Linked DNA regions of Gossypium hirsutum: region 2 is linked to region 1. Evidence: chromatin contacts called from public Hi-C data. All regions are on one chromosome and are shown on one strand. The core of a region is the stretch at or near the end of the contact, and the rest is flanking DNA. Distances in the headings are between cores, read along the strand shown. Region 1 holds the start of LOC107897705 (protein Brevis radix-like 4). Region 2 has its middle 19 kb from the start of LOC107951063.

Evidence for each region. Hi-C and Micro-C count contacts between places; a contact is called where the count stands out from the background.
Region 2: a Hi-C map of leaf shows a contact between it and region 1, with 1.9 times the contacts expected there. The contact joins the enhancer-like site here to the promoter of LOC107897705 in region 1. A contact is called at or near these places in 5 of 34 Hi-C or Micro-C datasets (callus and leaf).

The regions. Positions count from the first base shown.
Region 1 is chrA06:19,527,184-19,530,241 of Gossypium_hirsutum_v2.1, forward strand. LOC107897705 (protein Brevis radix-like 4) reads left to right here and starts at 1,654. Exons shown (of 6, transcript XM_041115295.1): 1 at 1,654-2,106; 2 at 2,204-2,362; 3 at 2,443-2,816. The coding sequence starts at 2,237. It overlaps LOC107897707 (phospholipid:diacylglycerol acyltransferase 1), which reads right to left and starts at 1,409. Exons shown (of 7, transcript XM_041115292.1): 1 at 195-1,409. The coding sequence starts at 631.
Region 2 is chrA06:20,169,768-20,172,825 of Gossypium_hirsutum_v2.1, forward strand. No RefSeq gene overlaps it. Among protein-coding and RNA genes, the nearest start is that of LOC107951063, 19 kb to the right of the region's middle. Within about 2 kb of position 1,449, at least 3 of the 9 cell types and tissues checked have an H3K27ac peak or open chromatin away from gene starts, as enhancers often do. A contact at or near this core is called in leaf, where this site is marked.

The DNA.
Region 1 (3,058 bases), core at 404-2,903:
GTAAGCTTTATGGAAGCTTCTCTAATAACTTCCAATCTAAGCAAACATCAGAGAAGAACTTTAACATTCACAACCTTGCAAACATGCCAAAATTCCTCAAAAATGTAAAACCCAGAATGGAAAAACGTACACTAAATAGCTAAACCTCAAAAGTCCCAAAAAAGGGGGAAAAAGTAAAAGGCAAAAGCTAATACCTTTTATACAGTTCCCCAAAGGAGCCACCCCAAAGGCGTTTCCTAAACAACCCTTCAGCACACTGGTGGCCTTCCCAAAGCTCGAGCCCACCGGTGACGATCCCAGGGACGAACACAACTGGGTGATTCACCGTCAAGCCCTCTTTCCGCAACTTGACCCCGGGTGGGTCCGTCAACGGCCCTGTTATCGCCTCCGTTACATATTGCGGAATCGAAGCAGGCATTGTATTGTAAAGTAATAACAAGAACCACCACACCGAACATACAAAACCAATGAACCAACAACAACTGTCCCAACATGACCATTTCTTGGAATTATAGCTTTCTTTCCTGGGGCTCTCGTATAGGTTATTCTTCTCATCTTCCTTTACGATGTTGCACCGTAAGTTCTGGGACTTCGAGGAATCCGTCCCCTTCCTCCGCCGCAAAAACGACATCGTTATTTAATGCCAAAATATAATACAGGTTTGTTTCATTAACGGAGACTAATGAGAATCTGATACTAAGACTCTCATTAATTGTGAAAGAAAAAAAGGGGCGGGGGGCTTTTTTCTTCTCACTTGAGCCGGTGACAATAAAAGATAATGACAGCCACCACCGGAGTTAGAGGTGGAAGTATGAGATTGGGTCTTATTTAAGCTTCAAACAGACTCCTTTATTTTGATATTCCAGATTCCTCTGGCGAGGGTCCCACTGTGGGTCGGGGATGGCTAAGGAGGCTAGCGTCTCCTTTTTGGACTTTTTTTAAAGCCTGAGCCTGCGGTATAATCTGTTGGGAGCCGCCGGATTGACGATAGAAACTACGGTGGTCAAAGCATCAGACGGCGGTGGTGATGGAAATTAGAAATGGGTGGATTTCAACGGTGATTGGAGGTTGGAGAGGTGTTTTGAGTCTAATATTTCGGAGTAATTAATAATGTTTGTTATGTGCCAAAAACTAAAGATGCTTTCTGACATATACGCTTGGGAATGGAAGCCACGTGAGTGGGAGCGGATATGTGTAGATAGACCCGAATCGCTCAACGATGTACACGTTCCTGCAATTAAATCAATGATTTTTCAGCTCCAATTTGCCTCAATTTATATTGACCAATTGCCCTAAAAACACAAACCCGCAACACTAGGTTGTTGAGAATGATTAAACTAGTTCTAAAACAGACAACCCTCTGTCAAAAGTTTTACATCAATATTAGTAATAAAAGGAAATTTGTTTTGGAAATGGGTTGGAAGATCTGATACACCACACCACTTCAGGTAGATGGTAAATGATCAACATGCACAAATGCCAAATCTCTCACTATCATTATTAATGGCACTCACGAGTTGATAACATAGCCCAAGTTAAACGAGTTCTTCGGCCTTCCAATGATGAAACTAAGCCCATCGAGTCTCTCCAGTGGGCTTTTTGAAAACTGAGAAAAAAACAAAAGCAGAAGCTCAGCAATCAGCATCACGCACCAATCATTTCATCATCGGATCACACAGTGTATTAAAAAGGTAAAGGAAACATCATCTGAGCCCAGCAACGGCCTACACCAACCACACTCTTCTACTACCAATATACAGCAACAACTGCAGTGCAATGAGTGCATTTATCCCATTAGACCCATAGCTCCTTCGATGAGATTGAGGAGATTATAATTTGGTTTTATCTCTTCCATCTTTTTTCTTTTCTTTTATTAAAACCCTTTTTGTTGTTTAATTTTGTTTTTATTTTGGGTTGGCGCAGAGAATCTTTGATCCTTTTTAATTAAACGTGGCATCATTAAAGAGCTACCTGAGTCTCGAATATCGGGCTCCAGGTCCCTGAAACTTCAGAGGAAAAAAGAAAGAAAAAAAACCCTTAGTTCTCTCTTACCCACCACTGATCCTCAGATTTCTGGGTTTGCATTAAATTTTGCTTCTCTGTACGGTAAACTCGAAAACTTGTTTATTGTATAATCTAGTTCTCAAATTCTGACAAATCATAAATGTAGTTTTCAATGTATTGCTTTTTATTTAAACAGAAGATTTCTCAGCTTTCAGAGAATTTCGAAACAACAATGCTGACGTGCATAGCTCGTTCCAAGCAACCTGGTGATGACTCGGTGAGTCAACAAGAGGAAATGGACTCTTCCACTACTCCTAACACTAAGCACAACCAAGCCATCAAATCCCTCACTTCGCAGGTAATTAGCTTTCAGATTTACGACGTCAAGGTTTTCCGGTTCTTCGTTCTTTGTTTGGCTTTAATGACTGTGTGGTTTAGTTGAAGGACATGGCGCTAAAGGCGTCGGGGGCGTACAGGCACTGTAACCCCTGCACGGCGCAGAGTCGGTTGAGGAACATGGGCGAGTCTGACGCGGACTCGGACAGGTTCAGATGGTCTTATCGTCGGACGGGGAGTTCGAGCTCAGCGACGCCGAGGACGTGGGGGAAGGAGATGGAAGCAAGGTTGAAAGGGATGTCGAGTTCGAGCGGAGAAGGGACGCCGAAATCGTTGAGCGGACGCCGAGTGGACACGGTCGTGTTCGTCGAAGAAAGTGAGCCTAAAGAGTGGGTGGCTCAGGTGGAGCCTGGCGTGCTTATTACCTTTGTTTCACTTCCTCGCGGCGGCAACGATCTCAAGAGGATACGATTCAGGTGCGCCGCGCACTTATTTTTTCTGGATTTTCGCTTTCCATCATATTAAGAAATTTTTATTCCACTTTCGAAATTCGCTGGGAAATGGACTAGTCACGTCACTGCTCCAATGCCTGCCTAGTTTATTGTTAACATCAATAAACGAACAAAATGTTAAATAATACAAAGTTATAATGGTTTTGGTTTAAATTCCTATCTATTATTTTAGACAATAATATTTGTTGTTGGGTTGGGACTTGCTC
Region 2 (3,058 bases), core at 199-2,698, 640 kb after region 1:
TCTTACGATCTCGGATTTGTGGTTCCGAAACAACTATTTTGATTTCACTGAAAACGGATTGTTACATTTGCTAGAAAACAACATCCTTAAATATTAAAAAGGGCCTAATTTGCTACAACAAATTGTGGCAGATCAACATTGTACATTCGCGAGTGTTAACATGCTAACAATGGTTGCAAGTGGAAGGTGTGAGTTGTGTTTATAATGAGATCACATCTTTTGGAGATTAAAAAATATGAAGGGCCCCACACTTGTACTAATACGCTGATGTATCAGGAATATTGAAAGCTTGATGCAAAATTAATATGTAGATGTATCAAACCATTGGTTGAAGCAAAGGCAACCATCTCTGTCGTTACCTTGGTTGTTGAGTTGCAAACAAGATATAGCTACAATGTTTTATACAGTAAAGCATGGGATGGTAATTAACTAGCCATGAGAGAGTTATACAGTGACTATGACAATTCATACAATGAGATACAATTGTGGCAGCCAGAGCCTCCTCATTGCGGTTGCATAAGAAAATAATAGAAATATTTTGCCTATCACTTTCACCACCGTGGAAAAGGAAAATGTCGAATCTTGGACATTCTTCTTTAGGAACTTGTACAGGCATGCTATTCCTAAGGCAATAAATATTTAATTTTTTTTATAGATCCAAGGGAATCCGTGCTAACAATACACACAATCATAGTGTATGTATACATAGTTTTTTTTTAGGGTTAGTTTATAAGAAGTTTTTATAAAGGTCTAGGGTTTAATAAATTTATTAGGGTTAGTTTGGGTTTTTAAATAGTTGGATTTAAAATTAAAATTGTTTAAAATTTTTTGAGTTTGGTCAATCAGAACAACATGATTTTCAAAGAAAGATCCAATTCAATGAGTAGTCTAATCTATGTCAGTATGCCAGGCTGAGGGGAGGCCCAATTCAAAACTATTGAATCAGATATTCCCCCGAAATTAAGGCCCAAATCAATACCACTAATATCGATTTGGGCATTCATCAAATCCCTTTTTTTACTATAAAAAATATATCATTTCAGTAATTAATTTTTTTATCCATATTATTTCAATAAATAATAATTTTATTTATATTATTTGAGTAATTTTCCTATTATATAAAATTTTCATCTAATTCAATTTCAAATGTAACCCAACCTAATTTGAGTGTTATGTAGCGGGAAGTCTATAAAAAAAAGCTATTTTTAACAGCGTGTTTTTTGTTATAATTAGGGTAAAAACATTGATAATAGAGAGGAGAGATAGGAAGTAGTAGTAATAGGAAAGGAGTCGGAAGTAATAGAGTGGAAGTCGGATCCCATCCCACGTGGGGGATTGTATGAAATAAATAATAATAATAAAGATTGAAGGTGACGAAAGAGGGCAAGTGGGTGAGGCTGAGCCCCAGATGTGCGCTACTTCATCTTCTCTTCAAGATGTGACGCCACTTAGTTTGCACTTATGGTCCCTTCCCCGTCAATTTTCAGACAGTATTTAGGATTGGATTTTGTCAACTCTGCCTTTCTTTTTCCTTTTTTTTCCTTTTTCTTTTGTTTTTTTTTTCTAATATAAGTACTAAGACAATATTTCATTGCAAAGCCTCGTGCCGGAAGATAGCGCAGTTTACAATATGCATAGATAAAGACAACAAAAAAAGGACTGTATAAATTGGAAGATTTATGGCCAGACACTAGATAAATATCCAACCTTAACATCTTCTACTTGTAACATCCAAGTATTTATGGATCCAGAAAACAACATAAATATATTAAAATTTAAAATCAAACACTAATATTTTTTTTAAATTTACTTTTAACATCGTAATCATATGCAGAAGTGATAAAATAATATTAAGATGCAGTAATGTCTACTGAAAGTGGCACTGCAACAAAAACAACAAAAATAAAAACACACAAAATTATTTATGTAGTTCAATTTTTTTACGTCTACAAAATTTAACTATATGAGTAAATTCATTATTTTTTAATTCAATACAAGTAATTCAAGTTCCATTGTATCTCTGTATACCAACTTTACTTTTATACTTAAAAATCTAAATCATTTGCTTCTACCTTCTTCTACTGATTAGTAGTAAGCGAAGCAATAAATTTTTTTTTTACTCTCTTAAATGCACTCATAAAATATGTTTCTCAAAGAACAAATAAATATTTTTAATACTTGATACAAAACTTATACTAATCTCTTAAATATATAAATATTTCAAAATTTATTAACATTTGAAATCAATAACAAATTAATCTCTTTTAACTTTATAAACTAAAATAACAAAATACAATATAATAATAAAATCTTCCATCTAATTTAATCTCACACCAAATGTATCATAACTTCCCAAGTTAAAATTTTTATTAAGTAAAATATTTAAATAGTAAATAAATATTCTAATTATGTTCAACCGCTGATATTTTGCGTGTGTGTGTCCACAATGCTTGGTTTATATTGAAAAATAAGTAAAAAAAATAATTGTAGGAATCTTAACTTTCTCAAAATCTCTTGTGTTCTGTTTTTTTTCTGGTAAAAATTTAATAATGTATTTAAAAAAAAAGTTATACGTATGACAAATAGAAACTTTTTTAAAACCTAAAATACGAAGAAGAAATATTATTGAATGGAGCAGGATAAGGTTAGGTCAGGACCACGACCACATTTATTCTTGACGAACTCTTACTATTAATAAAGAGGTGGCAGCCGACATGGATGTAAAACCAGTCAAATCCAAATTGTGGTCCACAAATTCCCTTCACGTGGAAATTCTTTTTTTTTTTAAAGTTAAATTTCACAATTATTTTCGTATTAGTGTTTCAAATTAGTTTTTAAACTTAGTGTTTGAATTTTTCCTGCTTGAAGTTAGTCTGACTTTTTTAAAAAAAAAAAAATTAAAATTTTAATGTAAAAATAATTGTTTAGTTCAAAAATTAATTTGGATAAGAAAATAATTTAATTCTTAATGCGAGAATAATTATCAGGTTTAAACCCTAAATAATGTATTAATATTTTTATAAAAAAATGTTATTTTCATTAAAGTTTATATTTGAAT